Linked DNA regions of Mus musculus: regions 1, 2, 4, 5, 6 and 7 are each linked to region 3. A link is a contact called in public HiChIP or PLAC-seq and promoter capture Hi-C data. All regions are on one chromosome and are shown on one strand. Each heading gives the region's core, a stretch centred on a gene start, on an enhancer-like site or on the middle of the called end of the contact. The rest is flanking DNA. Distances are from core to core; before and after follow the strand shown. Region 1 has its middle 28 kb from the start of Gm32776. Region 2 has its middle 9.9 kb from the start of Gm32830. Region 3 holds the start of Bcl11b (B cell leukemia/lymphoma 11B). Region 4 has its middle 25 kb from the start of Gm24986. Region 5 holds the start of Vrk1 (vaccinia related kinase 1). Region 6 has its middle 6.5 kb from the start of Gm24986. Region 7 overlaps Vrk1 (vaccinia related kinase 1).

Region 1 (4,239 bases), core at 1,015-3,514, 1.8 Mb before region 3:
CCCCATCCTGAAGTGAGTGGGAAGGTGCCACCTCTCCACAGACACGGGTGGTCTGGACTGGGACAGGAGAGCGCAGAGTCCCATGCCCACCGCTTGTGTATCGCCTCCTCGTTACTTTGGAGGCAAACAGCAGGGGCCGGGCGCGGAGGTACATATGTTAAATTCACATCAGTAATAAAGATTAAGTAGAAGTTAATAGTGCCTCAGTCATGCTTGTGGGAGTAATCTCCTTTCTGAAAATTCAAAATTAGATTTGGAGGATCGAAGCAAACAGGGGGTGAGACTATGGTGTAATATTTTAATCAAATTGTCATGAATGAGTGGATACAATTAAGAATTCTGTCAGTCAAAGTGCTGGGGCCCTTTTGTTAGTCATTGATGGGAGGGGCGCACTGGGCCATGGTCGGGAGGGAGTACGCTTGATTTTTTTTCCCAGGATCTTTGCTTTTGACCCCCTGGCTGCGTTTTGCCTGTCAAGATAGGCATTTTTAAAGAGAGAGAGAGAGAGAGAGAGAGAGAGAGAGAGAGAGAGAGTGTGTGTGTGTGTGTGTGTGTGTGTGTGTGTGATTGAGGTATGTGTGCTTGCGGGTTCAAACATGACTTTCCATGCTCAGCCTTGCTCCCTGTACACAGCATGAGCATATATACATGTGCACACAGAGACACATGTACGCATACGTGTCTGCGGAATGTGTGTGATGTGTACGTGTGTAGCTTATCTGAACATCTCCGGGCTAGGAGCAGGCTGGAAGAAATAATAAACTTCTTTGCAGAACTCTCGCTCTGTGGTCTGTGAGGTTTATTCTTCAAATTCTCAAGATGAGTGTCCAGGTAGTGTTCGGGGACTCACCGATTGGAGAAAGACCCTGTAGTGCTGGAAGACCGCACCCTGTGATTCCCATATCAAGAGAGCAGACCTTAGGGTAGAGGCAAAGGAAGGATTTAAGCTCAGCACTTCTGTAAACTTTATCCCCAAGAATCCCCCCTCTGCTCTCTTCTCTCTCTGTCTCTCTCTGTCTCCCCCCCCCCTCCCTTCCCTCTCCTCCTTTGCTTTGCAGCTGCTGCGAATGTCCACAGGAGTAGCGTGTGTCCACGTGACTTCTGCGGAGCCGACAGCGTCCACGTTCCTGTGTCGTCCGAGCCGTTTGAGGCAGCAGGTAACGTGACTGACGTCAGGGAATGAGTGAAGTTCGCGTTTGCTAACTTAGCTCAGGACGCTCACCCAATCTCGCAAGCAGAGGAAGCCCCGAGCCAAGCTGCACACGTGACCACCTTCTCTTCAGGGTCCGCAGGGGCCGAGATCTGCTTTTCCTGTCCCATTCACCAGGGATGACACACCAGGCAAAAATGTAGTCCTCTTTCTTCCTATCTCTTCCCATCATCTTCTTCTCCCGCACATAACATTGATTTATTTTTAATTTCGATGCACCGGTGCTGGGGAGAGACACTGGCAAAAAAAAAAAAAAAAAAAAATCCCTTTCCCTCTTCTGCAGCCCTCGTGCGCGGTGTAGGTCTATCTTATTTATCAGTGATTATAAATCAATACGGAGAATGCCGTGCAGCCGGATGGGCCTCCCGAGCCTCAGACTTCAGCATGCATGAATGCAAGGTGTCGGATGAGGAATTTATTAGTTTAAGCAGATTCGAGTTTCTTCTTTTAAAATTTATTTTTCTCCCAGGCAGCTGCGGCTGTCGGCTGCTCCATCTCCCTCTTCAAGCTCAGTGTTTGGGAAACAGACAAGCGCTTTCCACACAGCATGACAATGTGTAATCAGGGTCCCTGCGGTATGCTTTACCTTTGTTGCGGAGGAGGGAGTCGGAGGAACTTGCTTGGGGTCCCTTTCACTTGGGTGAGCATTTGGAGGCCGAAGGACCTAATTATTATTTTTTTTTAAACACTGCCTTTACTGCGTTTGCCTGGGGAATTATTTCAAATCGACTGACAGACCTATTGTGCTAGCGACATCTCAGCGACTGGCTTTTTACACGGAAAACAAGCCTTCTGTTAATTCAGCAATAACACACCCCGCGTGCAAAAATTGCATTAGTGGCTCTAACCCGAGTGCTGAGCGCATTCAGAGGCAAAGCCCTGCCGCGCGACAGGGGTTGAAGGGAATATGCATCAAAATGCCTGGCATTTAATTTCTCCCCCCTTCTTCAGGAATTTAGCCAGTGAAATATAGCTGCCAGTGTCCCAGGCCTTGTGCAAGCTCCCGCAATATGCTCTCGATCAATCAGATTTGCATAACTAAACTGTCTGCGAGCCTGCTCGGCTGCCCAGGTGCAAGGCCATTTGCATATAGAACAGTGAGGAGGTCCCAGGAGTCACTTCAGACCGGAGTGACTGCTGAGCCCGCAGTCCACACAGCCCCGGAAATGAAATTGGAATGACAAAAAGAAAAAAAAAAAGTGCTCGCCTGGAAGGGTGAAATATGCAGGCGTCTCGCAAAGGTTATATAGAGACTGCCAGGCTGGACTCCTGAACCGCAAGACCCATCCGGTCTTCTACAGCCTTGCTGCCAAGGCCACAGGATGATCAGAGTCACAGTGGGGGCAACGCCCTGGGGGGGTCTCCTCGCCTGCCCCAGGAACTTTCCCCGTTTGCCCTTGTGGGTAGAGAGAACTGATTTCATCTCAAGGCAGGATTTCCAAGCAGATCTGACACTGACCTCCTTGGTCCCCCCATCTACCAGGGCTGTGGCTTGATTCCTGGCCTTCAGGAATTATCTGAATGTAAGTACAAGTCCCCAGCCTAGGCTCCAGGTCTCTTCTGGCTGCACAGCAGCCCACCAGGGAGGCTGATCAGAGACCTCTGGTTGAGGACCCAGGGAGGTCCTCTCTTATACTCAGGAAGTTCTCGAAGGTCAGACAGAATCTTCAGTTATTGAAGGCCACTCTGCTTAGTGGTTATGGTGTGAGTGACCCAGCTGCTGGTGTCCCACTGTTTCCTTTGTCATGGAGAGCCAGCCCTTCAGGTCTACCACCTTGGGTTGTTTTCAAATAACCTTGCACAACAAAGATGAAGATAACCCAGGCTGGCTCACTTGTTAGCCTAGGTTATTAATAATTTTAATCTGATTTTAAGTAACTTAAACATTTTCATGAGACCCTAAAAGTAGTGCAAGTTGGTGTCCCCAGGCCCGTGATGCTGAGTAGGTGCAGTCCTGTTTCTAGTCATGTGTTATCATGACAAGTCCACAGTAACGGGTGGTGTCCAATGTATGTTGTGCCCAGACCTTCCTGGGGGACACACAAAAGTGTCAATGTTCTGAATTTTCAGGTCTCAGACTCTCTCTTTCTCTTTCTCTCTGCATATGCTGTGTGTGTGTGTGTGTGTGTGTGTGTGTGTGTGTGTGTGTGTGTGAGAGAGAGAGAGAGAGAGAGAGAGAGAGAGCTTCCATGTGGGGCTCAGAGAACAACCTTGGGTTTTTCTCCTCAGCAACTGTTTATTATTTACTTTAATAAAGATTAGGCTATATACTTTTTTCTGTGCATGACTTTTTTTTCCCGTGTGTATGCGTGTACACTGCCTGTGTTTCTGCTATCCATAGAGGCCAGAGGAAGGCAACAGATCCTCTGCAGTCACAGGTACAGCCTGCAGTGAACCACCAATGTGCATGCTGAAAACCAAACCCAGGTCAGCAGTCAGTGAGTGCTCTTCATTGCCCAGTCATCCCGTCAGCACCTAATACAAAACATCTGTGTGTGTGTGTGTGTGGCAGTGTGTGTGTGTATGTGGATATATGTATGTGAGGCAGCATTGTGTGTATGTGTGTATGTGTGTGTATGTGTGTATGTGTGTGTGTGTGTGTGAGAGAGAGAGAGAGAGAGGCAGCGGATGTGTGTGTATGTGTGTGTGGCAGCCATTTGTGTATGTGTGTGTATATGTGTATATGTGAGGCAGCGTGTGTGTGTGTGTGTGTGTGTGTGTGTGTGTGTGTGTGTGTGTGAGAGAGAGAGAGAGAGGCAGCGGATGTGTGTGTATGTGTATATGGGTGTGTGTGTGTGTGTGTGTGTGTGTGTGGCAGCCATTTGTGTATGTGTGTGTATGTGTGTGTATGTGTGTGTGTGAGAGGCAGCGTGTGTGTAGGTTAGAGGACACACCGTGGTGCTTCCTTGTCTCCTCTCACCACATAGGTTCTAAAGACGTGGGTCCTGGGAGTTGAACACAGGTTTAGGCTTGGCAGCAAGCCTCCTTACCTGCTGAACCGTGTTGTTATCCCCATTTCTTTTTTCCCT
Region 2 (4,107 bases), core at 1,558-4,057, 1.6 Mb before region 3:
TTCCTATAAGGTTTCATAAAATGTGGCAGTCCCCAAAGCTTTCACAGCATAAATAAATACGTTTACTCACTTACATGTTGGGGCTTTCTTGCGATGTCATTTATTAGAAATGGCATTTTTGCAAAATTGTGACATGATCTACATCTTTTGAGCTGAAGGGAACTGAAGTTTCTACTCCACTGGCTTAAGAGGTTAAAGAAGTAAAAGTGGCCCACAGGCTACGTGGAGGGGTCTGAGGCTGTGTTTGGGCTCAGTGGATCTGTGATAGATTGGTGATGTCTGCATGGTACCACCAAGAGGGGTGTATGCATATGTGTGTGTTTATAACTGGGTTCTGTAGGGTGGGTTACCATTTTGTGAGTATGGAGTTGTGATCTGGCTTCCATCGACCCCACCCCACTCTCTTTGTGACATGTGAGGAAGCCCACCACTGAAAAAGGAGAATGGGACTTTTCTAGGATCACTCTGGTGGCCAGCAAAAGAGCTGGCTCTGAGGCTAGGAGGTCTATCATGAGACCAGCTGCTTGCTAACTCACTGTGCATGACTGAATGAGGGGCTTTCTGCAACATCCTTCAGAAACAACCTCTGTGATTCTCTGTAATGACATGATGGACCTGGTAAAACAAGTCCTGCTCTGTGGGTGACTTTGCATGGGAATGTCAGGAGCTGTATGCACAACAGCTCTGCCTCCTGGATGGTAGAGGTATGCTAGAAACAGAGCTACCCAGCACTCAATTTTTTTTCTTTATTTTCCAAATTCCCTATGGTTCTGGTTTTATCGTCAAACAATTAGCTTAAATTTTTTTTAAACATACCCTGCAGCCCAGTAGAAATTGTATAGTTCAGTTAATAAATACAGTAGAGGGCTTTCAAGTGGAAGAGTCAATTGGGATGGCTGGAAATAAATGGCCTACTTTGGATAGATATATGTAAGCTTTGAGCAGAGCCTTCTCCATCAGTCAAAGTCCCCAGCATCTTCAACACGTCAAGGCTCAGTCACACATGTTCTGGAGACTGGATGACAGCAAAGAGACACTCCTGACCTCAGGGGACATTATGGGATCAGAGAGAAACAGGGATGTTTGAATCCTGGGAAAGTTGGGGACGTAAGGATGAAAGAGGATGGCTCATAGACCTATTTTTAATAAAACTGAGCCAAACCCCAAAAGACGTGGCACCGAGGGCAGCAAGGCAGCCAGGGCTCACGCTCGTCAGTTGTAATTTGAATCGCTAACTTGAGCACGCGCGCGGGGGTCTGGGGCTGCTGTCTCTAATAGGTTATCACAGGATAGAGTTTAAAATACCACTTGAGTCATAACCTCATCCACTTAGAGATCCAGAAAGGGTTCCCAGGGCTGATCAGGGACCTGATTTGCAAATTACTATAAATTAACGTAGTTATAGCTGGGACATGAATATACGCTTCGAAATGCTCATATCGCACATAATATATGCCGTGTCTTAAGATGATAATAGTGGTAATTTCTGAGATGACTTTTCCTCTAGCTGGCACCTTTCACCCCATGATCCCAAGCCCTTTACAAACACTAATTAATTACATTAATTTTATCATAAAGCTTGCTCATTACTGTACTTTTATTATAAGCTCTTGCCAGCTCAGATTTAATGCAACACCCTTATTGAAATTCTGTTCTTTGATATCGCTCCGATCTGCTCAGGTTCACGTGTGCCTTTATAGGTTTTTTTTTTTTTTAATTCCACAAAGACTACAATAAAAGCTGTTTTCCTTCATCGTGGGAGTGCATGAAAGATGCACTTGAGTGATGCTCAGACCAAGTGTCTTGACCCTCCCTAGGGCCACATGGCATGTTCAGGGTCAAGACAGTGCTATATGTGAAATAGCATCATCGATGAGCTAGGATACAGGGCTTTGTGGGCTATCTTTGTCTTCCAGGCTGCAGAGCTCTTGCCTATATAGGCCCTGGTGTTCTTATGCAAAGCCACTCACTGACAAGAATTCATTCAACCATGATTCGGGAGTGAGGGATGACAAGCTGGGGCAGCGTCATTACAGCCCCTGACTCACTACCAGGGAGGTGTTTTAGGTGAAGAAGGTGCCAAGACATATGCAGATGGGTGAGCACATGTGTCCATGACCAAGTTGCTCTGAGCACAGGTGTGGAACTGGGGGATACAGATACAAGAAGGGCTTCTGGGTACCTTCCTTGTCTAATGGCAAATACTGATCAGAGATGTAGGGCACTGGTCCCGTGCCTTCTTTCTTCACACCAGCTGTGTGGCAGGACCTCTGCTTCTTTCTCTCTGAAAGATGCAATGGCCATTTGGCTCTTGCTGTATCTGCTGGACTCTGAGGTGGTGGTATTACTGTTTTGTCACTGTGCATCATTGTGTGAGATGTTTGCTATCGGGAGGGGCGGGCAGAAGGGCACCCAGATCTTCCCTTCAATTTTGGTGCACCTTCCTGTCAGCGAATATTTATTTTTGAAAATAAACGTTTTAAAATTTGAGTTATCTGGTGAATCTGAGACCTGGAGCGGCCTCTCAGTGAATGATCAGTGACTGACGTGGCCTCCCTGTCAATAAGTATGGAGAAGCAAGGCTTCTCCGTCAGGCTGCAGGCACGTCGGACCATGCTTTCTCTCTCATCATTAACTTTTGGCTCGAGAGCGCGTGTTTGGAACACCAACTGCTTCACCTTTGAGAACAGACACAGTGTCCTCGGTGATGCTGGGCTCCAGCCCCAGCGGGCCTCACACGACAGGCATCCTTGCAGACTTGGAAAGATCCTCCCCTTTTGGTGTTTCTCAGCACAGGGCCAGAAGGGAGCTGAGTGCCATATGCTCACACATTCGATCCCAGAGCCGAATGGGAACAGAGACGCAGCCCAGCCACTGCTTTGGATAGAACAGACCCTGGACGTAATAAAGCGTGTGTTCGTATGTTTCACCACGTAAATAAAGCTGACTTGGGTAGGTGGCTTCAAACCCACAGCGAGCCGAAATCAAGTTGGCTGTGCTTGGTGCACAAAAAGTCAATGTGATCAGTCACGGCTGCCAGTCCTGTTTTCGGGAACTCAGGGTCCCATATGTATTACATATAATATGGGCATAACCCTATGGGATGTATCCCTTGACTCAGACCCAGAGAAGATAAAATCCCTCCTGACCATAACTTCATGTGATGGATTCTAGTCTGATAGCAGTGCTTTAGAGTATATATTCTTAGATTAATAAAAAATATCAACAGGTTTTTATTCCACCTAGGGGCTTAGACAGTTGACAGTGTTTGTTTCTTACCTACACAATGTCCTGGGTGGATGGTCAAGGGAATAGTCCCCTCTTTTGAATAAAGGCCTTCTGAGGGGGGCAAAGAAATGGAGAGGAAGCCCTGAGAGGACACACCCTTTCAGCCAGTATGGTGTGGATGGGGCACTCAGCCTTTCTGCTGTACAGGCACAAGCTTGAGCGTTCGTGGGGAAAGGGAGGGGTCTGGGGAGCAGCTTCCCAGCCATGTCTCCATGCTACAGAAGCAGGGTGTAGAACCTCGGCTTCCTGCCTCTCCTGTGGACATGCATTCCACCTGATGAAGAGTGGGAATGGGCGTTCAGCCTGCTCATGACACTTCACGTCTGTAAGCGGGATGGACAGAGCTGGCATGGCTTGTGTTGATTTGTCTCATTGATGGAACAAAGTGAGTGCTGAGAAAAGCCACTCGAGGAGGAGGAGGGTCTCCTGGTTCAAGGCTACAGTCTGCCCTGGTGAGGAAGACATGGCTGCAGGAGCCTGAGGCAGAAGGTCACACAGTATCTGCAGTCATCATCAGAGACAGAGGGATGCTGGCATTCAGCTTACCTTTCCCCTTTCCCTTCAGTCCAGAATTCCAGTCTATCGTCTGGTGCCATCCAGGTTTAGCGTGAGTCTTCCCACTTCAGTAAACCTAATTTAGCCAGTCCTTCACCGGTATTACTAAAGGTTTGTCTCCTAGGTGGCTCCAGGTCCTATCAAGTTGACCGACAGTCTTAACTGCCAGAACACTGAGCTCAGCCTGCCTGGATTTTTATTTTCCTTAAAGCTATTTTACAGACTTGTGACCTTGGAAGAAAGTTGCTCAACCTCTCTAAGCAC
Region 3 (4,225 bases), core at 1,261-3,760:
TCAGCAGCCTGGCCTCCACTGCCTCTTTTCTCCCCAGCACTTCTCTGCCTTCTCTGCCTCTCCTGCAGGTCAGCTGGCTTTTCCCAGATGCTCTGAGAAAGGGTGAGACAGAGAACCAATGCATGGAAGGATGTCACACGAAGCACCCCTGAACCCCCCCCCCCCAGACCCAGCTGCCACCAGTCCCTCTGCTCAGGGCTTGTTCAGGATGTCCCAGGGATGCCCAGAGAGGGACAGCAAATCTATCTGCTTTTCCCCTAATACGGCAAATGCTCCAGAGTTGGGGGCTACCAGTTTCTCCCCCTTCCCACCGACTCTCTCCCCTCCTCAAATACAATTCTGGTAATTATACAGGGGATGGGGGTGGCGGCCAACTGCCTCCCGGACAAATTAGGGTCTGGAAGTGTGGAGGTTTTTAACAACCACTTCACCTAAAGGTAGGGAGGGACTGTAAAATAACCCGTGGCTGCGGCGTACTAAAGCAAGAAAATAAAAGTCAAGTGGTCAAAAGGACCTTGATGAGACCAGGCTCAAATCTGGTTGCAAAACATTTTGTTTTAAATGCAACCAGCAAGTCTCCTTTGACATTACAACACTGAAAAAAAATAAATAAGACTCCCCTTCTCTCCTCCCCTTAAGAGACATCCCTTTCCTAAGAACCTCACTTTAATATATATGCCCCACAAGATAATAACAACAACAACGACAATAATAATAATAATAATAAACGCACAAATTCTTACTAAGGTGTCTGCGGTAACAAAGGAGAGAGGGAACAGCAATAGCTTCGAGCAGATGGCTCCTGTGCTGGGTTGGAGGGGAGGGGAGAGCCCCTTTATATATTTATTTATTTATTTAAATTCTTTAAAATATAACATAAATATTCGGCTCTCGACTGCAGGGCAGCCAGTCCTCAGCGGCGGCCGTCATTCACAGGCTTCTCCAGCTCCAGAGCCGGGAGCCCGGCCCCAACGCAGCGAGGTGAGCGAAGGATTGCAAGATTACAACCTGCCTGAGGTCTCGATGGCACCCAGAGGAAATTTTATTTCTATTGCAATAAAAAATTTAATAAATAAAAAGCAACCGCGACCAAAAAAAAAAAAAAAACCCGCGGGGGAGAGACTCGCGCAGGCTGCGGCCGGGGCTTCCCAGAGCTCTGCAAGCCGACCTCGCCGGTGGCAGCGCGGGTACCCGGCTGGCTCTGGGAGAACTGTGTACCTGCGCGGCTCGCGCTGGCGTTTTCTTTTCTAAATGAACCCAGCTGGGGCGGTGGAAGCTGCTGAGAGTCTGCCCTGCTGCCTGACTTTGCAAGCCCCTCCACTTGCTTGAAATCCGGCGGATTTGCACCGCGACCTGCCTTGTTTATTTAGATGGGAAGATGAAAGATACAGAGATAGAAAGATGGATAAGAGGATGATAGGTATTTTCTCCCCTTCCTTTTTCTTTCTCTTCATTTTTACTGTTATAAGAGCATCCCTTTTTTTTCCCCACTCATGACTTTTTTGTTAACTCGTGGCGGGGATTTTTTTTTCACCAACCCAAAACCTCCCCCCCACACCTTTTTTTTTTTTTTGAGTTGGGGGGGGAAAGAAGACAAGACCGTCCCAGGAGACGGAGGTGGGGAAATGAGGAGGGGGTGCTCCAGCACAGCAAACAGCTGCGCAGCTGGATTCTTTTGCAAATAGCGAGAGGAGGGGAGGGGACGGCGGCTTCGGAATCCTAGCAGCGGCGCGGTCGGCGCCCAGCCTGGCGGGGCGCAGCGACCGGGAACCCGAAGCCCGCGGCCATCCCTTTCCCCTGCGGGTCCCTGGGTCCAGGGCGCTCTCGGGGCTCCGTCCGCCCGCTCCTCCGAGCGCGGACCCACGCGCTCGCCAACTTTTCCCGGCTCCCCCTCCCCCTCCACTCCTCGGCCCCCTCCCCCTCCTCTCCAAACCCCGCCACCAGCGCCGCCGCCGCCACACACGCCGCTTGGAGGGCCGAGCGTCCGGCCGGGCTCGGCGCGCACAGCCGCCTGCAAGCCCGCGCGCCCCCTCCCCGGCCCGGAGCCCGCGGCGGCTGCCCCCGGCTGCAGAGAAACTTTCCCAGAACCCCACGCTCGGCCGCTGCTCCCGGGTTGGTGTCCCCAGCCCCGGGCGCCCGGAGCCCCAGCCGCCGGCCCTTCGCGCGTGCGGCAGACACTTACGCGTGATGAGTTCCCTCTGGGACAAGTGCTGCGGGTTGCCCTGTTTGCGGCGGGACATTGCCCCGGCATCTATTCTGGCATCGCCCGGAAAGCTGCACAGATGCGGGCCGGGGAGGGGGTCTGAGCCGCCGCCGCCGCCGCGCCTCCTCCTCCGCCCGGGTTGGTGCCTCTGCCCTTCCTCTCTTCCTCTTCCTCCTCCTCTTCTTCTTCTTCGTCTTTATTTTGCTCTTTCTTCTGGGCTGTGTTTTTGTTTTTGTTTTTGCAAAAAGAAAGAAGAAAAAGCCAGGAAGATGGCTTGCTCTAAAATAGAGAAAAGGCTAAAATAAATTATAAAACTGCTGTTGCTCGCCGCTGGCTGGCCGGTTTCTTTAAAAATATATTCTTTTGGAGGAAAAATATCTCTCACACTTCTTCAAAGTGCTTGGCCTCTTAGACTTGTAAATGTCTTCTTGAAGTTACGCCGGGTTTTGCACCGGCCTCTGACACTTTTCTTTCGGGGTCTGGTAGGTGGAACGCGCACTTCCACCCAAGGGGAGGGGGGAGGAAAAAATGCAAACAAATTTCAAAAAAGCCAAAAAAAAAAAAAAGGCAAAGAAAACTTGGGGACTTGTCTCGTACCCCCTCACCCCGCCCCCTCAAAAACCCAAAAGCAATGAAAAGCTGCCTTGGTTCGGCTCTTTCTGGGTTTTCTGCGCGCTGCCTGCTTTTTTTCTTTCTCGGAGGCTGACCCCTCCGAGGCTCTGGGGGACTCCGGGAGCGGCTCCTTCCCGGGTCACCTGGCAGGCTGGCGCCGGCCGGAGGGGCTGCGGGTCCCCGCGTGCGCTCCCCAGCGCTGCCCGGCGCCGCGGGCCCAGGGGGAGCGGGGCTGCGGGGCGGCTCGCCCAGTGCGCCCGGGTCGGTGCGGGCGTGGACGGGAGCTATAGATTGCAACGTGAAGATGGCGGAGTCCGGGTTCTCCGGGAGCTCTCGGTCTCTCTGTGGCTGGGGCTGCCTCTGTACAATGGGATAAAATTCAAGTTCAAGTGCGGACGTGACGTTTAATCTGCTCTAGAGACAAAAAGACCCAGAGAGTCGGAGCACTGGGGGCGACTAGCGGTGGCTTTTTAACATTGTACCCTGTAAGAGAACAAGAAAGCACACACCGAGACACGCGCGCGCGCACTCACACACACTCGCCAGTGCGCACACCCGCAACCCAGGCCGGCCGGCCACACGTGCAAACTACTGTTTTTGTAAGCTGGTCTTATCACCGAGCACCGGTAGCGCAAAAGAGGGTGGGGGGGGATAAATAAAATAAAATCTTGTCCCCACTCACTCTTCCTCCCCCGGGAGCCGGACTCCCTGAGAAAGGGGGCGGAGTGCTGTGTGAGTAACTGAGGTACACTGAGTCCAAGCAAGTCCAAACCCACCCACTCGAGAAAGAGGGCTGGAAACCACGGGCTGGGGGAGACTGAGGCGACAGATAAAATTGTTTTCCTTCACTCTCTAGAAAAGTAGTTACAGTTGGTTTTACTTATTTGGAGAGGGGAGCATTTTGTAGAAACTTCCAAAAAAGTGTCTCCATATAAACCGTTGGGGGTTGGTCGTCTCAAACAACAAAATTAATGATACTGAGGGGCACAGTGGGGGGGGGCACATTTTGTTTGAATCCCATTCCAGAAGGGTTCTTCGCCCTTCTGGGCCCCATTAACTCCTAGGGGTCAAGCACTGCCCCGCCCCCACACCCTAGTCTCCTTGGGAAGCACGCGCTAGAGGGACGGGTTGGGGGGCACTCCACGTGGGAGAAGTCTGGGACTCACAGACCCAGAAGTGGGCGTGGTCAGCGCTGGGAAAGGAGGGTGCCTCGTAGCGGCGACCCCCCCCCCAATTCCCTCCGTGAAATCTCTGCAACCTGGAAGTCGTCCCCCTCCTCCATCGCCCGGGATCGGACTTGAAATTGCTTGTCCGACCAGGAAGGACAGAGCCGCCTTTTCAACCGTTTGATCTCCAGCCGGCCAGGACAAGGGGAGTTGTGGGGGCCTGCCCGTGGCCCGGGGACAAGGC
Region 4 (4,046 bases), core at 48-2,547, 1.8 Mb before region 3:
CAACCTGTACAGGCTGCTTCCAGGCCATGTGCCATGAGAACAGCCAACTTTTGTGTGTTTGTGTGTGTATATATGCAGGTGTGTCTGTGTTTGCGTGTACGTGTGGAGACCAGAGGAATACAGTGGGTGTCATTCTTCAGGGCCATCTGTCTTTGTTTGGAGACAGGGTCTCTCACTGGCCTGGAACTCACTAAATAGACAGTGCTGGCTGGCCAATGAGCTCCGGGGACCAATGTGTTTTTACCTCCCCTGCACTGGGATAAGTGTGCCCCATTCTCACGTGGATAAGAGGGACAGAATCAGGTCTTTACTGAGCGAGCCATCTTCTCAGACTGTGGGTTATTGATACCTGACACTGCTTCTTCTTAGGTTATGGCTGGAGTGAACGTGACTGACACGATCAGCTTGAAGGTCCGAGGTAAGAGGACGCTGGGACTCTGGCTTCTATCAACTACCCTAGGAGCTGTGGTGTGATGCTGGACTCTGCCCTGCCTCTGCTGCCCAGGTTTCTGGTATGGAGAAAGCTTTACTTGTGAATGTCACCTGGGTGTGGCACTGAGAGAGCCTGTGTCTCATCCTTTAGATTTCCCGAGTCCCGGGATCGTGAAGGAGGCACTTTTAATAGTCAAGAATGGAACCAAGCTGGCTAGTTGCTGTGTTTCTGGCTTCCTCGGGGCTGGGGAGTGCTGTGAGCCCAGGCACAGGACTTTCCCATGGCTTCTGAACAAGGCACTGCATATTTAGGGACCAAAGAAGCTTCACTCCCTTGCACTTCCATAGGTCGGAATTCTGCTCCAGGTGTCTGGGCGCCGGTGACTCACAGTGTCCTGGAGGCTCTACGTAGGGTGAATTCTTACCCTTCCTTCCCTGCTTGTCAAGCTGCCTGTCTTCCCTCATCATCTCCAAAGCTGGCGTCCCAGAGACCCTTGTGCTCCACTCGTTCTCCCAGAGTGACTGTGGGAACTGCACTTTCAAGCTTCCAGAATGTTCCATTCAGCTGTCCTAGGATCCTCAGACTCAGGCCACGTTTTCACCTGGACAATGGAACATGGGTAGAGGCCACCATTCTGCCTGCTTGTCCCAGAGGCAACGGCAGCGAAAACAAGGCAGTGTCTGAGACTCTAGGAAGCTGAGGGCCCTCTGTGTCTCCCCACTTTCTCAGGTTTGCAATTTCAGTCTTAAGGCTCAAGAACTGCACCCGACAGGCAGAAACCATACGCCAAGGCTCGCATCAGCTCAGGGGTCCCATGGAGAGATGCAAAGCTTTACTCTTGTTGCCCTGAGAGAGATTAGTTGCCATGGCGTTAGGGGGAGTATGTCATAGCATAGTGACCAGACTTCTGCTAATATACTCTGTAGGACTGCAGTTCAGCCGCAGGAACACGAGGAATTGACAATTTCTTGCTCATTTGAATATAGATTAGCTTTGGAAAGTTTTGCTGGCTGTAAAGACGGATGCTGAGTGACAGATGCTGCTAAGGAAGAGAGGCTAGAAAGGAGAAACAACAGAACTAGCCTGGCCTTGGCAGGAGAGGGGAAGGCTGTCCAGGGGAGGGTGTCGTAAAAAGGAGTTTGTTACCCTGATCTCTCCGGAGAGCTGGTGGTGTGACGTGTGTGTGTGTGTGTGTGTGTGTGTGTGTGTGTGTGGCCACCCTTCTTTATTCTCCTGGGCAGTTTTTGGTTTGTCTTCAGCCCACTCTCTTTAAGCCCACAGGCAGGATAGTTTGGCTTTGAACTTGGAGTTGCCTCAGGCTAGCAGATGCAGGTTAATTCCTGGGGCTGGTGTTAACTGTATGTCCAGGGGAGAAAATGGAAGGGGGTCCTTAGCTTAGTTCTGCGTCCTGTTGGTGCTTAGGTCTCTGGCTCCAGACTCTCAGGATGGGGTCAGCTCTCTAACTCATGGATCTGCAGGGTCCTTCCCTGGAGGTCCTTCCATCTTACACAGGTGATTTAGTGCTTGGCCCTAAGCCACCAGTGAGGGACATGTTCTGTGTACTTCATGTTATTCTGACATCAATAAAGGAAAGCAGGTGCCAAGAAGCCACCTGGACCAAGAACTGAGGTCAGAGTCATCAGTCACACTGGGATCAGAGAAATGTACTGACATTCAGTCTCAGGGCCACTGTGTTGGACGAAGTACACAGAGCTGAGTACCTAAAGCTGGGACAGTCTACTGTAGGGCTGGAGAGGTTTTCACAACAATGGGGACTTTGAGATTGTAAACCACTGGGGAGCCAATGTTGTAGCCCAGGAAGTTAGGAGCTGCAGGGGTCACAGGGACAGCTTCAGCCCCTGTGGTGCAGACCAGGGACTGCCCAGCGCATCAGGACTGAAACATCAGACTGTGCTGACACTGTGGCCACACAAGGTGGAAATGGTTGCTGTTTCTTCCTCTTCTAGATCCTGTGTGACACACTTCCCTGAAAGTGTCTACAATTGGTTGACTGTCCTCAGAGGCCAAGAAGTGCAGAGCTAGCAGTCAGGCCTCTGCAGCAGAAGTATGGACCTGGGAAAGAGCAGGAACTGCCTCCCTCCTCCCCCACCGCCCCCACAATCGTCCGGCACACGAACCCATTCCAGACATCAGCTGTCTTCCTCTACTTCACACAGCACAGGATCACCCTGCCCCCAGGAATGTAGCACTCAAAATGAAGGTGAGTCCTCATGTATCGATTAATGTGACCAAGTTAAGCCCTGATTGGTATATACTGGGGCCCATCTCCCAGGCGATTTGAGATGCTGTCAAATTGACAATATCAACCATTTCCGTGGATAACTGATCGGCCCCACCCAGGGCTGGCCACGGTGGCACACTGTAATCCCAGTACTGGGGAGGCCAAAGCAGGTTTGCTGCAGGCCTGGGGTCAGCCTGATCTGCATAGTGAGTTCCAGGCTAGCCAAAGCTCAGTAACAATGAGTCCCTGTGTCCAAAAGCAAAGCAAAGCAAAGCAAAGCAAAGCAAAGCAAAGCAAAGCAAAGCAAAGCAAAGCAAAGCAAAGCAAAGCAAAGCAACCAAACAAAAAACCCCAATAATAATAAAAGAAAGAAAGGAAGGAAGGAAGGAAGGAAGGAAGGAAGGAAGGAAGGAAGGAAGGAAGGAAACAGAAAGGAGAAACTTCTTGGCATGTTTTGCTTGAAAAATAAACTGGAGATGAACAACTTTTAATACATACTTAAGAAAATATTTTATAAAGTTATCTTTTGGCTAAAAAGAAAGAAAAAAAAAAAAACCAAACCAAAAAACAAACAAACAAAAACAAGCAAAGCAAATGCCTAGTTTTTGGTAAAAGTTGGGGGTCTCATGGAGGTTTGCACCCACTGTACACTCCCTGTTCCTTCTTTTCTTCTAGCTATTTGTTTATTTTTTTCCACTCCTGAGGGCTGAACCCGGGCCTCGTGGCTAGCCCTCTTTACTTCTCATTTGGAGACTGGGTTTTACTATGTAGGCCAGGCTGGCCTTGAATCTCTGATCCTCTGTGGTATCTGGGATGACAGGCTCATGTCACCAGGCCCGGCTGTCATCTCTACTCCTGGGCCACGTTCTCTCTTTGTTCAGGTGTGTCCTACCCTGACTTAATCGCACCCGCTTGGCCTGCCTTTAGCTTCCATTCCCACTCTTACCTTTCCCTGCGTCAGCCAAGGTCTGGTCTTTCCTTCAAGCCCATTGCTCGGCAAGGGGGCTCTAAGGAAGGCCTGGCTCCATCCCTTCAGTTGTGGCTCTTTCTCTTTGGGGATCTTCCTGCTACCCCATGCCATCAGAGAGTGGCAGCTTCAGGTGTCTGAGATCTTATTTATGCTCTGTTTCTTGGCTGCCCTCCTAGTGACCTCCTCGGCCGCCCTCCTAGTGACTGCTGTTGAGCAAAAGCTTCAGAGGGAAAGTTGGGCATTAAGAAAGGGTCTGGCTGTCTCTGTCATGCAGTGTGGTCTCTGTCACAGGCTAATCACCAGGCCTGGATCATTCGTAGTGGGAGAAGGCTGACGTACAGGCAAAATTACACTCAGGAAAAGGGCAACCCAGAGAGGCCATTCGAGGAACCCAAGGCCAC
Region 5 (4,035 bases), core at 311-2,810, 2.0 Mb before region 3:
TGTGGGAGCGGGGACCTTTCTTCCGCACTGGGGGAATGTGGTCACAATGTAACAAGTAATGTGTGTACTTGTTTGTGGGTGCAGAATGGCTTTCACTCAAAGCATTCTGACCACAGAGTCTTGCTGTGTGTGGGACTTCACACTCACGAGATGTGTGAATCTTGAGGCTTCTCTGCTGACAAATAGTCATCGAGAGCTCACCTTGTGCCTGCGTTTCCATCGGCGTGTGTACAGAAAGCAGATGCCGTGAGAGGATTTGTTGAGGAGGGTTTATGTTCCAGGAGGCTGTTTAGAGAGGTGTGGGGTCTGAGCCACACAGGATGAAACAGTAACCTGTGACTCGGGGGCAGCCAGTGTGTTACTAGCTCTAGTCCTAACAACACAATCATCATGGCATGTTCTCATTGCAGACTTGTGGAAAGCCCAGCTGAAGTGACCCTTAGCTAAGGGACTTAGCTGTTCGTGTATGTGTGTGTGATCGTCGTTAGGTGACTTTCCTTTTTTTCTTCCATTCTCAGGCTCCATCATGGATCAAACTCAGCAGAAGTCTGGGAGCAGTGGGCATGCAGTACAGCTGTTTTGTGGATCTGCTCTATGGGGCAGACGGCAAAATAGGAAAGAAATTGGAGCAGGTGTGGGTACCTGGGACGGTGAATTCAAGATATGAAGATCAATGCTGAACTGCACACTGGGCAACAACTCAGATTTCGTAGGGACTAAAGCTCATACAGTGTTTTAAGATCCACCTTAAGAAACAACACAGGCAAGCCGAGTGTGGTGGCGCACGCCTTTAATCCCTGAACTTTGGAGGCAGAGGCAGGCGCATTTCTGAGTTCAAGGCTAGTCTGGTCTACAAAGTGAGTTCCAGAACAGCCAGGGCTACACAGAGAAACCCTGTCTCGAAACTGCCCCCCCTCCAAAAAAAAAAAAAAAAAAGAAAGAAAAGAAACAACACAGGCTAGGAGTGTTGGCTCACATTTTTAACTCAGCTGTTGTTAGTAAACCAAAAATTAAAAAAAAAAAATCAAATTGGTAAAACAATAGCAATAACAAGAACAGCACCGAACCCAAGGCCTTTTCTAGGGCTTCAGAAGCTGCAGATCCAAAGTGCAGCTTGAAGCTCATTCTTCCAACCTCTAGGAAGGAGATGGTGAAACAAAGAAAACTGATGTTTGACAAAAGTAGCTCAAATACTGCGGTGGGTTAAGTAAACACCGAGACGCGCTTCGGATATTTGAAATGAGTCTCTTTGTCTAACCGTTTAATAAATCAAGCAACAGTGAGTACTGGTTATATTTATTTCGGTTCTTAAGGCTTTGAGAGCCACAGTAACATGTAAAACAGCAAGCGGGCTGCAAACCACACTTCCCAGAAGCCCTTGTGCTCAGAGGAACACGCCCCCATCTCGCCTCTTGGAGGTTCAAAGACTACAATTCCCAGCATGGAGCAAGCGTAAGGACCACAATTCCCGGCATGTCCGGAGAGGTGACAGGGAAGCGCGGTCTTCCTCTTTCCCCGCCTCCCCCGCCGTTCGCAGCCAACGGGAAGGCTCTGTACTACGGGGTGTGGAGGGGACGGCGCCGTGGGTAGGTCGCGAGTCTAGGGAAGCGGCGGGAAGTTCGTACTACGCTGTGGACCGCGAGTTGGCCGCTCTGGGTAGGGAGCCGTGGGGTGGTGGCGGGACTATAGGTCCGGTGTTGCTTCAGGGCGGCGCCGCGGCTGGGTCCGGCCTGCCCGGGAATCCTCGCTTCTCTGCCCGATCGCGGAGCTGCCGGAAGCCCGGTTCTAGAAGGCCGCCCGAAGCCTAGCCGGGACCAGGGTGGCGGGGACGGGGACGGGGACGGGGACCTGGACCGGCCGAGCCTGCCACTTCCTTAGCACTGGTGAGGTGAGGCCTCGGGGCACAGCCGCGGCCGGCAGCTTCTCGTTTCCTTCCAAGCTTGCTCCTCAGGTCTCCACCGCCGGTGACCGGGCTCCCGGTGCAGTGTCTTCAGAGGCAGCAAACAGGTCTGCAGCCCAGCGCCAAAGTTTGTTTCCGACCGTTTCCAGGCTAGGTCGCCTTAGATGTAGAACTGCGCCAGAGTCCTTGAGAGATGGGGACACACGCCAGTCCTGGTCGGGTTACCCGTTTATTCTTTTGTCGTTGACGTTAACCATTCTTTACGTCTGCGTGTGTTCTTCCTTTCCGTCCCTCATCGCTTTTGGAGCAATTTGGAAACGCGATTTTGCCTTTGGGAAGGTGGTGGTTAAACTTAGCGGGTCGTTGAAGAGCTTCGTTGCTTTCCTTTTTTAAAAAAAGAAACAAAAAAACAAAACGAAACTAGAATTGACCATCTATTGAGTCTGGAATTCAAAACAGTGAAAAAAGATGTAGATCAGCATTTTATCATCATTATTATTTTGGATTTTCAAGACAGCTTGCTTGCTTGCTTCCTTCCTTCCTTCCTCCTTCCTTCCTTTTCTCTTTCTTTCTTTCTTTTTTTTTTTTTTTTCTGTGTAGCCTTGGCTGTTCTGGAACTTGCTCTGTAGACCAGGCTGGCCTTGAACTCAACAAGAGATCCTCCTGCCTCTGCCTACTGAGTGCTGGGACTAGACTTGCGCCACCCCCACCCCGGCTTAAGAGTTCAGGGGAAAGGCATGTCACTTTTTTTGTGACATGTCGATTATACTGTTTGGGGAAATTTAATTTACAGTTCTGACTGGAATTAAGCATCTGGGCAATTAAGATAATGTTCATCTACCTGGAAAAAGGAATGTAAGTGGACATCACTAAAAATGGCTTTCCCCGTTGTGCTACCACAGATGGCAGACACTGCAGCGCTGCCTTGCTGATGGAGACCGAGCTAACAGGAGCATGGATTGAGGTGGATAACAAGTGTGTTAGGCGTTAGGGATTCCGTACAGCACTAGTATCCAGTACAGATATCACTTTGATAACTGTAATGGCTGCTGCTTATGCCTGGCGTAGCAGAGATGATGAGTGTTTATTTGTTAAACAAATGAGATGGTGGAGTTGATGTGTTTAAGCAGGGAGCCTGGCATCTAATAATAAGTTTGAGTGCCCAGGGAATGGTTATATGGAAAGCTTAGGCTGAGTCTTATTCAAGTATGCATGCATATATTTAAAAATAACAGCAGTGCATTTAAAGTGTTGACAGACCCTAAAATTAAATTTCTTACAGGAAATAGGCCAGCTTTTTCCTCTTAATTTTGAGAACTAACGTAAAATAATAATGAGTGAATGCCCCAGATGTCTAAGACAAAGATATAATTTCCCCCCCCCCAGACAGGGTTTCTCTGTATAGCTCTGGCTGTCCTGGAACTCACTTTGTAGACCAGGCTGACCTCGAACTCAGAAATCCGCCTGCCTCTGCCTCCGAGTGCTGGGATTAAAGGCGTGTGCCACCACGCCCCGCTAAAGATATAAATTTTGACTTTTTTTCCCCCTTAAAGGCCCCTGTAATAGACATGCTATGAATAGGGCTTGATTCGAAAAATAAAATCTTAAGTTATTTTTTATTTAAAAACCAAACATATTTGGAAGTGGGACTTACCTTGCAATCAAATGCAGATGTGTGACTCCAGGGTTTATGCAAATGAGCAAAGGCTCCTGTCTTTAGTCTTCCCGCAGTGGGCCTGCTGGGAATCAAAGTGCTGTGACCTGTCTGAGTGAGATGAGGCTGTGGGGGAAGATGATCTGGATGGGTCCTCAATGGATTGGTTACAGGATGACCTTGGAGTACCTGTGTGTGTGTGTGTGTGTGTGTGTGTGTGTGTTTGCATAGGACATTTTGCATGCTTGTCAAGGGTTTTTGTTGGTTTTGTTTTTTAAGATTTATTTATTTTTGTTTATGAGTACACTGCAGCTGTCCTCAGACACACACCAGAAGAGGGCATTGGGTCCTGTTGCAGATGGTTGTGAGCCACCATGTGGTTGCTGGGATTTAATCTCAGGACCTCTGGAAGAGCAGTCAGTGCTCTTAACCTCTGAGCCATCATCTCTCCAGCCCTGGTTTGGTTTTTTGAGACAGGGTT
Region 6 (3,885 bases), core at 483-2,982, 1.8 Mb before region 3:
ATCAGCTTAGCCAGGAGAGGGACAGGGAACTCGCTGGGATGTCTTGGAGTGAGATAAATGAGAGGCTGCCTGGGCCTCTTGTGGATGGATTAAGCAGACACCCCGAATTACCTAGCACACCTAAGAAGCCATGGCATGGATTTCTGGCTCTTGCCCTGTTCCGTGCAACATCTTATACCCTCACAAGAATTGTGAAATAAATGGGGTCTCATTTTATAGGTGGGAAGTGGAGGCTCAGCAAGGTGAGTCTGACACCTGCCCAAGCAGCATCACCTAGGCCGAACACAATCTTTCACCCTAAAGTCTAGGGCCAATGCCTATTTTCATTCATTTATTTGCTTTTGTGCATCTGATTTTATTTGTTTGTTTGTTTGTTTTAGTCGGGGTTTCACTCTGTAGTCCTGAACTCTCCATGTAGACCAGGCTAGTTTCAAACTCACATATCTGGTAGTTCCTGTCTCCTGAGTGCTGGAGTTAGCGGCATGTGTCACCACACCCAGCCTCTGTACCAATTCTTTTGTGTTACCGGACACATACACTCCAGACTTACACAAGTGGCAGGGAAGGGAAACAATTTCACTCAGTCATTTAAGTATTTCCCGAACCAGGCTCTAGTCTCAGTTTCCATGAAACATCAGACAGGACAAATTAATTGCTACCAGCCTCCTCCTCTGAGGGTCCAAAGAGTCACAGTTAATACTTGATCCGCAGTGTGCAGTAGAGAGAAAGAATCAGTGAGTTGGGGGGGGGCAAAGAATTGGGGTGCTTTCTCTGTTAAGGTGTGTGATGTGGGGGGCGTAGAGCAAGCCTAGGGAACCATCGCACATTCAGCCAAGTTGCAGAGGAGGGGACCAGCATGGGGTGAGGGGAGGGGCTTCCGCTCACCAGCTCGCCATTGTGAGGCCCGGTGACTGGCTGCAGGCTGGGCAGTGTGATGGAATTCTCTGCTGGTTTCATGCTAGGAGCACATGGAAGGCAACCAGGTTTTCTGAGTAGCAGCCCCCCCCCCAACCCCCATTCTGGACGCCAGATCTAGAGGCTTTTTTTTTTTTTTTTTTTTTTTTTTGCCTAAATCTTTGTAGTTTCTTCCCAACCTCACGGATGTAACAGGGGCTAAGGAAAAGGCCATCCTCTGGGCCTGCCTGAGCAATTCCTCCTTCTGGCGTCCTCCTTCAGAGCAGCTTTCTACCCCACCCCCCCTTTTTAAAAATGTGTCCTGCTGATGGCTGGGTAGGCTGAAGCCTGAAACACCCTTGCTGGAACATCCAAACGATTCCCTGTAAGGCGGGACTGAGCACGCTAGAGGCAAAGCGCCAGTTTTGTTTCTTTCCCGAGGTAATCTCCAGAAAGCAGTTTGTACTCATGTTTCTACAGTGATTAAATATGCAAGGTAATTTCGTGATTTCCACCGAGTTCTGAACCAGATCAGATTCCGTTTCGCTCCTCTTTGTACAAAGCTACTTACTGGATCAGATTCCAAAACAAATCCCCCGAATTTGGCGGATCATCATTTTAAAAGGGGGCTTGTTAAGGTAATCATTAAATTAAACCACCCCTTTAAGAATATTTAGATCTGGTCTGCCAAGCGGAACGGTCTAATGGTTTTTAAATGAGAAGCTGCGCGATGCTGGCGAATTTTCTTTTGTGGGTCAAGTGGGTATTAACAAATGCTAAGACTGTTTTCTCTCTGCCACCACAGTGGAATCTACAAAGAAAGGCAAAGAGGGGAAGGAACGAAGGGCAGAGGCTGGGTGGGGCTGTGCATCCGCCCCCAACAGCCTCGGCTGCTGGATGAAGCAGGGGAAGGCTTTACAAAGCTGCAGCTTCACACGCTGGACCCTCGAGGATCCAGGGCACGAATAGGAGAGAGTCCTGGCCCCTGGAAGGCTCAAGGTCAGACCCTAGCCTGAGCTGACCCTTCGGTGGTCCGCAAACTCTGCAGATCTATGCACCGTCTGAGCTCCCAGAGAGTTGGCAGTGAGTTCTGAGTGTCCGCCCGAGGGGAGCTCACAGCCTGCTCATTTGCAGAGGACTCGGGGAGCCAAGACTGTGGGGCAAAAGCACAACACCCCTTCTTTCCTGGTCACGTGGCTTCTTGGAGGCTCTGGAAGCCTCCAACCTAGCCGGCCCAGCCGCAGGGCTTGGTGGAGCTGAGCCTATGTGTCTGTGATTAAGGGGACATTTATCATTGGGAGAGAGAGAGAGTCCTTCACGACTGCCCACGTGCCCTTTATAGAGGGCCTGGCGTAACTCACCCTGATGGGCTACTACTGGCATTAATATTATTAATTATTATTACAGCCTTCCGGTGTTTTTCAGCATGCAGTCAATGATGAGAGCAATTACACATTTAGTGGGAGGCCCTCACATAGAGACACTTACAGAGATAAAGGTGCTGTGGGCATTTAGCCTCAGAGGGGCCACCAAACCAAAGCCCTTGAGACAAATGACTGGCTCATAGTTTTCTTCCTCTTCTTCTTCTTCTTCTTCTTCTTCTTCTTCTTCTTCTTCTTCTTCTTCTTCTTCTTCTTCTTCTTCTTCTTCTTCTTCTTCTTCTTCTTCTTTTTTCCCTGTTTTGAAGTGGCTGAAAAGAAATAAGAATAAAATGTCATGGGGTTTGAAAGCTGCAGGGCATTCAAATTTCAGTGTCCACATAAAGTTTTATTAACTCACTGCGGTGCTCATTCCTTTATTGCTATTATCCAAAGCAGCTGCTATGCCTCATGGGTAGACAGCACATCACCCACAACCCCCAAGTCACGGACTATCTAGCTAGCCAGGTATTTGCCAGTGTTCACAGTACAGGAGAAAAGGACCATTGTTTAAGTATCTTGATGAAGTTTTAATCTGCAAAATGTGAAGTGGGATTCATGGGAAACTAGGAAGCTGTGTGTTGGTCACTTTCTTGTCACAGTGGCTGCCTTTGTGGGAGACATGTCTTGAGGGAAGAGAGGTGTACTCTGATGTGTCATGGTGGGAGGGGGCCATGGAAAAGAGCAGGACAGGCCTCTGTGGACAGGAAAGGTAGAACGGGAGTGCTGAAATTCTCCTGGCTTTTTCCTCCTTCCGCTTTAAACCGGTAAAAGTCACAGGAAGGTCATCTAGCTCAAGGGATAGTGACACACAGATTTAAGATGGGTCTTCCCCTCTCAGGGTCTCTCCCCACTCTAAAATTTCTCAGATGTATGCCTGAATCTTATAGGTAATTTGAAATCTATTCACGTGGTCAGTGAAGATTAGCTATTAGAGGCCTAACCCTTGTCAAGCTGACATACATGACATCATATATATATATATATATATATATATATATATATATATATATATATATATGCATATATATGTATATAAAATGTATATATATAAAACTTTACTGTAGTGCTCTATCCTGGCCCGAAGAAGACTAATGCTCACCTTACTATGGAAACATAGGGTCCGTGAGCCTTAAACATTCCGACATGTTTTCAAAGCATAAATTTGGTGTCTCTGTTGTATTCCCAACATTTGCCAGCCTAGAGAAAATATGACAATTCCAGGGGGGACAGACAGGGGCACGGAAGGAGGAACATGGCCAAAGCAAGACCAAAGAACATCAGGGCAAATGTAAAATCTGATGTGCTCGTGTCTAGGACACATGGCATTGTGGTATAAGCTCTGAAGGGCTTGGGCAGCCTTGTCTCTGTGGGTGCTATTTGCAGCCCACACAACCTCTCTCCTGAGCTACCTCCACCACCCCTGTGGCCTTCTTCAGCAGACCTTTCCCATCCCTAGCACCCCAACATCCTGTGTTCTCTGTTTCACTGGAATGATGGGAAGACGGCTCTGTTACCTCCCCCCTCCAACCCCCCTGCCAGCTCCAGGATATAAAGCTATGAATCCATTTGA
Region 7 (3,911 bases), core at 982-3,481, 1.9 Mb before region 3:
AGAGCAGTGTGAGGATCGTAGAAAGACTCACTGTTTTCATTTGGAACTGATTGATATTTTCCTATTAACTGAAGCATTTAACTAAGTCCCTCAAAAAAGAAAGCATCAGAGACCTTACCTGATAGACATTCTCAGAAGTAGCTTCACTCTGTCCCAGAGCTCTCTGAGGGAATGTGCTAACAGTGTGTGTGTGATGATGAGGGAATTTTAGGGGCCATTTAGAGTTAGTGGCAGGGTGATCTGTGCATAAAAAACAAAGACCAGATGCCGGGCGTGGTGGTGCACACCTTTAATCCCAGCACTTGGGAGGCAGAGGCAGGCGAATTTCTGAGTTCGAGGCCAGCTTGGTCTACGAAGTGAGTTCCAGGACAGCCAGGGCTACACAGAGAAACCCTGTCTCGAAAAAACTAAAAAACAAACAAAGAAACAAACAACAAAAACAAAGACCAGTGAAATCTACATTAGTGGTTCCTGTGTTGAAGCAAACAATATGTTTATCCTCTTCCAGACTGTGCTCGCTAGTTTTTTGTCAATGTGACACATGCCAGAGTTACCTGAAATGAGGGAACCTTAATTGAGAAAATATGTCTAAAAGACCTGGCCGTAGGGCATTTTCTTAATTCGTGATTAATGAGGGAATGCCCAGCCCTTTGTGGGTGGTGCCACCTCTGGGCTGCTGGTCCTGAGTTCTATAAGCAGCAGTCTGAGCAAGAAGCCATGAGAGCAGGCCAGTAAGCAGCAGCCCTCCATGGCCTCAGCATCAGCTGCTGCCCCAAGTTCCTGCCCTGTGTGAGTTGCTGTCCTGACTTTTCTTTGATGATGAAGAGTGGAAGTGTAGGTTTTTGGTCATGGTGTTTGGTTGCAGCAGTAGTAATAACCCTAAGACACAGACTGTTGGCAAAGGTTATTTGTTATTCAGAGTATTGTACTGATTACACAGGTTAACAAAAGTGTGCACCCTACTCTTCTCTCAGCTTTGCCCAACTTGCCATACTCAGGATATTGGGAGGACACATGGCTGCACAGGTCAGGGTAGCAGGAATCTTAACACACATGAATATATTTTGCTTCTACTTGATAGTGTGACTGTGACATAGACTTTATGTGCTAAGACATTAAAAGATACATAGACAGACTCTCTAATGAACAGGGCCCTAGGCTTTCCATTACCACACTGTCTTTTCATTTAGCTGGCTGCTCCTTCCTTGGAAGCTCCTGTAGTTTACCATCATGAGCCTGACTGCTGTGTCATGAGCATTCCATGGCAGGGTTTGTCCTGTGTCTATGTCAGCGATTTACATAGACGGATTAGGATTTGGACAGCTGTTGAAGGTGACGGTGATGCTCAGAGGAGCTGGGCAGTGTCCTCGCAGGACTCCAGCGCATCTCTGCCCTCCTAGAGTTTGAGACCCTGGGAAGGATGAGACCTGCCTCCTCTATCCATTTCTCCAAAAATTACGGCCCCAGGAAGTAATGTCACCTGGTCCAGCTGACATGGGAGGGGGCTGGCAAAACAAACAAACAAAAATCTTCATTTTTGTAGGGTATTCCTTTTGCAGATCTGACCATTGAATGTTTTACACGTAATTGCTTAATACCATTTGGTCAGTTTTACTGAATGTAGTTTGTAAGCCATCTCTTGACAGCCTAGATTTAACAGAATATTGTTGAAATGTACCTTAAAAATGGAGGTGCAGTCAGGAGAAAGAAGCAATTGTCTAAAAACAGCAGTTAGCTGTGAGAAGCCAGGTGGCTGTGTTCCATTGTAGATGAGTGTTGGATTCTGGCTGGGCACTGTCGTAATTCGAATGCTGTCTCCTATAAACGAGCTCAGTCCAGGGCAGGATGACGAAACGTTCTGAATTCTCGAGATTTCTATGTAGTTGAGAGAGATTCTTCATGGTATGGGTTTGCGCCCCTTTCCTCCTCGTTTATAATCTATAGTACTGCCTTAGTTAGCATTAACTTGACCTAACTGAAGGGGAATAGTCATTGCAAGGACATGTTCCCAGTTATTCCCTCACTGACATTCCTTGTTTGTCTTCAGTTACAGGTTTATGATAATGGACCGCTTTGGGAGTGACCTTCAGAAAATATATGAAGCAAATGCCAAAAGGTTTTCTCGGAAAACTGTATTGCAGCTAAGCTTAAGAATTGTATGTGAGCTATGCTCCTTGTGAATACAGTAAGGGCTGGTTTCCGCTGAAGCTCAGCCCTCTGCTGGCCATGTTAGGTACTGCACTAACTCACTGTGTGTTCTCTGTAGCTGGATATCCTGGAGTACATCCATGAGCATGAGTACGTGCACGGGGACATCAAGGCCTCCAACCTGCTCCTGAGTCACAAGAACCCTGACCAGGTCCTTAGAACTGCAGCTTTTACTGTTGTAACTTGTGCTGCTTGGGAGCAAGTGGGGCACTCTGGGCTGAACCCCACAAGCTCCGAAGTAGATAAGCTAACAATGCCCTTTCTCCAGACACTTGTATCCAGTTGCCATTCTGTATTTTTGTTGCAGTTTGCTGGCACTTTATCAAGTTGGCTGTTTTGCTCTACATAATATTTGGAAGTGCTTGCTACAACATGCATTTCAAATAGCTGTTTGGGGTGAAGCTTAAACTATAAAGTACACCAGCGAGTTAGATCTGCTGGTCCACTTTGTCACCTTCATTACTTCTTGTGTTCAAAAACTCCATCTGACATAAGTGTCTGTTATTTGGAGAACTTGGTCTTTAATGTGGGGTCAGTTCAGTTGTCAGTGACAATAAAGGCTGCTTAGTGTCGCCTCTTGATCTTGTGTAAGAAGGAGGTTTTGAGTGCTTGGCTCAGGGAAGTGATCTGTCAACATTCTCTGCTTTTTGGCTTTGCATACGGTTTCCTTCTTTTGATTCCTTCCTTTTCTGCACAGGGTGTTTGCTTTTGCTCTATAGGCTCTGGTGAGCCTCAGGAATCAGTGTAGGGCACCGGGAGCAAGCTGCTGTGCTAGGACGCTCTGTGAGGTGGGCATCCTCAACCATCTCATTCAAGCTGTTTCCCTGAGCACAGCCAAGAGCCTGAGCGAGCGGTAAAGCTCCCTTTACTTTAGCTGGAGTAGGAAGGGCTTGCAGAGCACTATTAGAAACCAACTGCTGTTGGTTTACACGTGACTGATGGGAGCAGCTTCTGTCCACACGGCAGCCGTGTGCGGCTCTCCTGCCTTTCTGACCTGCTCTGTGGATGGGGTTACTCTCTCAGGCTGTGTCCATCTTTGTGTTCACATGCACATGCGTTCATGCGTTGTGACAGAACCAGGTGCATGCGTGGCCGTCAGACGGAAGCCACTTGTCCCAGTGTTGTATGCTAGTCACAACAACCAGCTATGCCCATAGCATTACTCTGTTTTTTTGTTTGTTTGTTTATTTGTTTTTTAAGTTAGCTTTAATCTGGAAGACCAGAATGTAATATGTAGTATTTAAGATGCAGGTAGAGGCCTGATCTAAGAGTTTTGAAAGTTATTATAGCCCTTGAATCATTTTATGAAGTACATAGGCATTTGACTATTTTACGAGAATCAAGAGTAGAAGAGAGCTGTTGTATTGTGTGCTAACAGTATTCATATCCCTTTTCTTTGTGGAAAGGGTCTTGAACATTTCTATTTTGTTGTAGTTTGGTTCTAGACTCTGTAAGAGAAACTGACCATCTGTAAGCCTTGCCCATGGAGACAGGATTAACTACTTTAGCACACACTTTCCTAAGAAAGCATGCAGAGGGAGCTAACACTGGAGCACTGTGGCCTTCTGGGCATTTAACACTTATTAAAAGTCAAACCTTCCTGGGTGGGAGGCTGGGAATAGCTTAGTGGTAGCTCAGCAGCAGCAGAGCTCCTGCCTAGCTTGTGTGAAGCTTTAGGTGCGACCCCCAGCATTGCAGAGTAG

The links. Promoter capture Hi-C pulls out the DNA fragments that hold promoters and counts their contacts. HiChIP or PLAC-seq counts read pairs in DNA pulled down with a chosen protein or histone mark.
Region 1: a contact with region 3 is called in an H3K27ac HiChIP or PLAC-seq map of embryonic stem cells, with 7 times the contacts expected there. The contact joins the enhancer-like site here to the promoter of Bcl11b in region 3. A contact is called at or near these places in 3 of 39 promoter capture datasets (embryonic stem cells, hippocampal neurons and pre-B cells), 6 of 484 Hi-C or Micro-C datasets (cerebral cortex, embryonic stem cells, reprogramming fibroblasts and 1 more), 7 of 115 datasets of contacts at active chromatin or transcription factors (SST interneurons, embryonic forebrain, embryonic midbrain and 3 more) and 1 of 9 other capture datasets (embryonic stem cells).
Region 2: a promoter capture Hi-C map of hippocampal neurons shows a contact between it and region 3, with 13 times the contacts expected there. The contact joins the enhancer-like site here to the promoter of Bcl11b in region 3. A contact is called at or near these places in 11 of 39 promoter capture datasets (the 3T3-L1 cell line, cranial neural crest, embryonic stem cells and 6 more), 5 of 484 Hi-C or Micro-C datasets (cerebral cortex, cortical neurons, embryonic somatosensory cortex and 2 more), 5 of 115 datasets of contacts at active chromatin or transcription factors (T-cell acute lymphoblastic leukemia, embryonic hindbrain, embryonic midbrain and 2 more) and 1 of 9 other capture datasets (embryonic stem cells).
Region 4: a promoter capture Hi-C map of hippocampal neurons shows a contact between it and region 3, with 16 times the contacts expected there. The contact joins the enhancer-like site here to the promoter of Bcl11b in region 3. A contact is called at or near these places in 7 of 39 promoter capture datasets (embryonic stem cells, frontonasal cranial neural crest, hippocampal neurons and 4 more), 8 of 115 datasets of contacts at active chromatin or transcription factors (SST interneurons, T-cell acute lymphoblastic leukemia, embryonic forebrain and 5 more) and 1 of 9 other capture datasets (embryonic stem cells).
Region 5: a promoter capture Hi-C map of hippocampal neurons shows a contact between it and region 3, with 33 times the contacts expected there. The contact joins the promoter of Vrk1 here to the promoter of Bcl11b in region 3. A contact is called at or near these places in 9 of 39 promoter capture datasets (the 3T3-L1 cell line, cranial neural crest, embryonic stem cells and 4 more), 2 of 484 Hi-C or Micro-C datasets (embryonic stem cells and reprogramming fibroblasts) and 7 of 115 datasets of contacts at active chromatin or transcription factors (embryonic forebrain, embryonic midbrain, embryonic stem cells and 4 more).
Region 6: an H3K4me3 HiChIP or PLAC-seq map of embryonic stem cells shows a contact between it and region 3, with 10 times the contacts expected there. The contact joins the enhancer-like site here to the promoter of Bcl11b in region 3. A contact is called at or near these places in 4 of 39 promoter capture datasets (cranial neural crest, embryonic stem cells, frontonasal cranial neural crest and 1 more), 3 of 484 Hi-C or Micro-C datasets (embryonic stem cells and palatal mesenchyme), 8 of 115 datasets of contacts at active chromatin or transcription factors (SST interneurons, embryonic forebrain, embryonic stem cells and 3 more) and 1 of 9 other capture datasets (embryonic stem cells).
Region 7: a promoter capture Hi-C map of hippocampal neurons shows a contact between it and region 3, with 48 times the contacts expected there. The contact joins the enhancer-like site here to the promoter of Bcl11b in region 3. A contact is called at or near these places in 8 of 39 promoter capture datasets (the 3T3-L1 cell line, 3T3-L1-derived adipocytes, embryonic stem cells and 4 more), 11 of 484 Hi-C or Micro-C datasets (adipose-derived mesenchymal stem cells, cardiomyocytes, cortical neurons and 6 more) and 5 of 115 datasets of contacts at active chromatin or transcription factors (SST interneurons, T-cell acute lymphoblastic leukemia, embryonic forebrain and 2 more).

The regions. Positions count from the first base shown.
Region 1 is chr12:106,173,092-106,177,330 of GRCm38.p6, forward strand. No RefSeq gene overlaps it. Among named protein-coding and RNA genes, the nearest start is that of Gm32776, 28 kb to the left of the region's middle. Within about 2 kb of position 2,265, at least 66 of the 459 cell types and tissues checked have an H3K27ac peak or open chromatin away from gene starts, as enhancers often do. A contact at or near this core is called in SST interneurons, cerebral cortex, embryonic forebrain and 3 more, where this site is marked.
Region 2 is chr12:106,396,509-106,400,615 of GRCm38.p6, forward strand. No RefSeq gene overlaps it. Among named protein-coding and RNA genes, the nearest start is that of Gm32830, 9.9 kb to the right of the region's middle. Within about 2 kb of position 2,808, at least 1 of the 459 cell types and tissues checked has an H3K27ac peak or open chromatin away from gene starts, as enhancers often do. A contact at or near this core is called in hippocampal neurons, where this site is marked.
Region 3 is chr12:108,000,904-108,005,128 of GRCm38.p6, forward strand. It overlaps Bcl11b (B cell leukemia/lymphoma 11B), which reads right to left and starts at 2,511. Exons shown (of 4, transcript NM_001079883.1): 1 at 2,183-2,511. The coding sequence starts at 2,240.
Region 4 is chr12:106,244,069-106,248,114 of GRCm38.p6, forward strand. No RefSeq gene overlaps it. Among named protein-coding and RNA genes, the nearest start is that of Gm24986, 25 kb to the left of the region's middle. Within about 2 kb of position 1,298, at least 3 of the 459 cell types and tissues checked have an H3K27ac peak or open chromatin away from gene starts, as enhancers often do.
Region 5 is chr12:106,008,703-106,012,737 of GRCm38.p6, forward strand. Vrk1 (vaccinia related kinase 1) reads left to right here and starts at 1,561. Exons shown (of 14, transcript NM_001029843.2): 1 at 1,561-1,656.
Region 6 is chr12:106,225,624-106,229,508 of GRCm38.p6, forward strand. No RefSeq gene overlaps it. Among named protein-coding and RNA genes, the nearest start is that of Gm24986, 6.5 kb to the left of the region's middle. Within about 2 kb of position 1,733, at least 25 of the 459 cell types and tissues checked have an H3K27ac peak or open chromatin away from gene starts, as enhancers often do. A contact at or near this core is called in embryonic stem cells and forebrain, where this site is marked.
Region 7 is chr12:106,053,755-106,057,665 of GRCm38.p6, forward strand. It overlaps Vrk1 (vaccinia related kinase 1), which reads left to right. Exons shown (of 14, transcript NM_001029843.2): 6 at 2,048-2,156; 7 at 2,267-2,359. Among named protein-coding and RNA genes, the nearest start is that of Gm32723, 39 kb to the right of the region's middle. Within about 2 kb of position 2,232, at least 14 of the 459 cell types and tissues checked have an H3K27ac peak or open chromatin away from gene starts, as enhancers often do. A contact at or near this core is called in cortical neurons and hippocampal neurons, where this site is marked.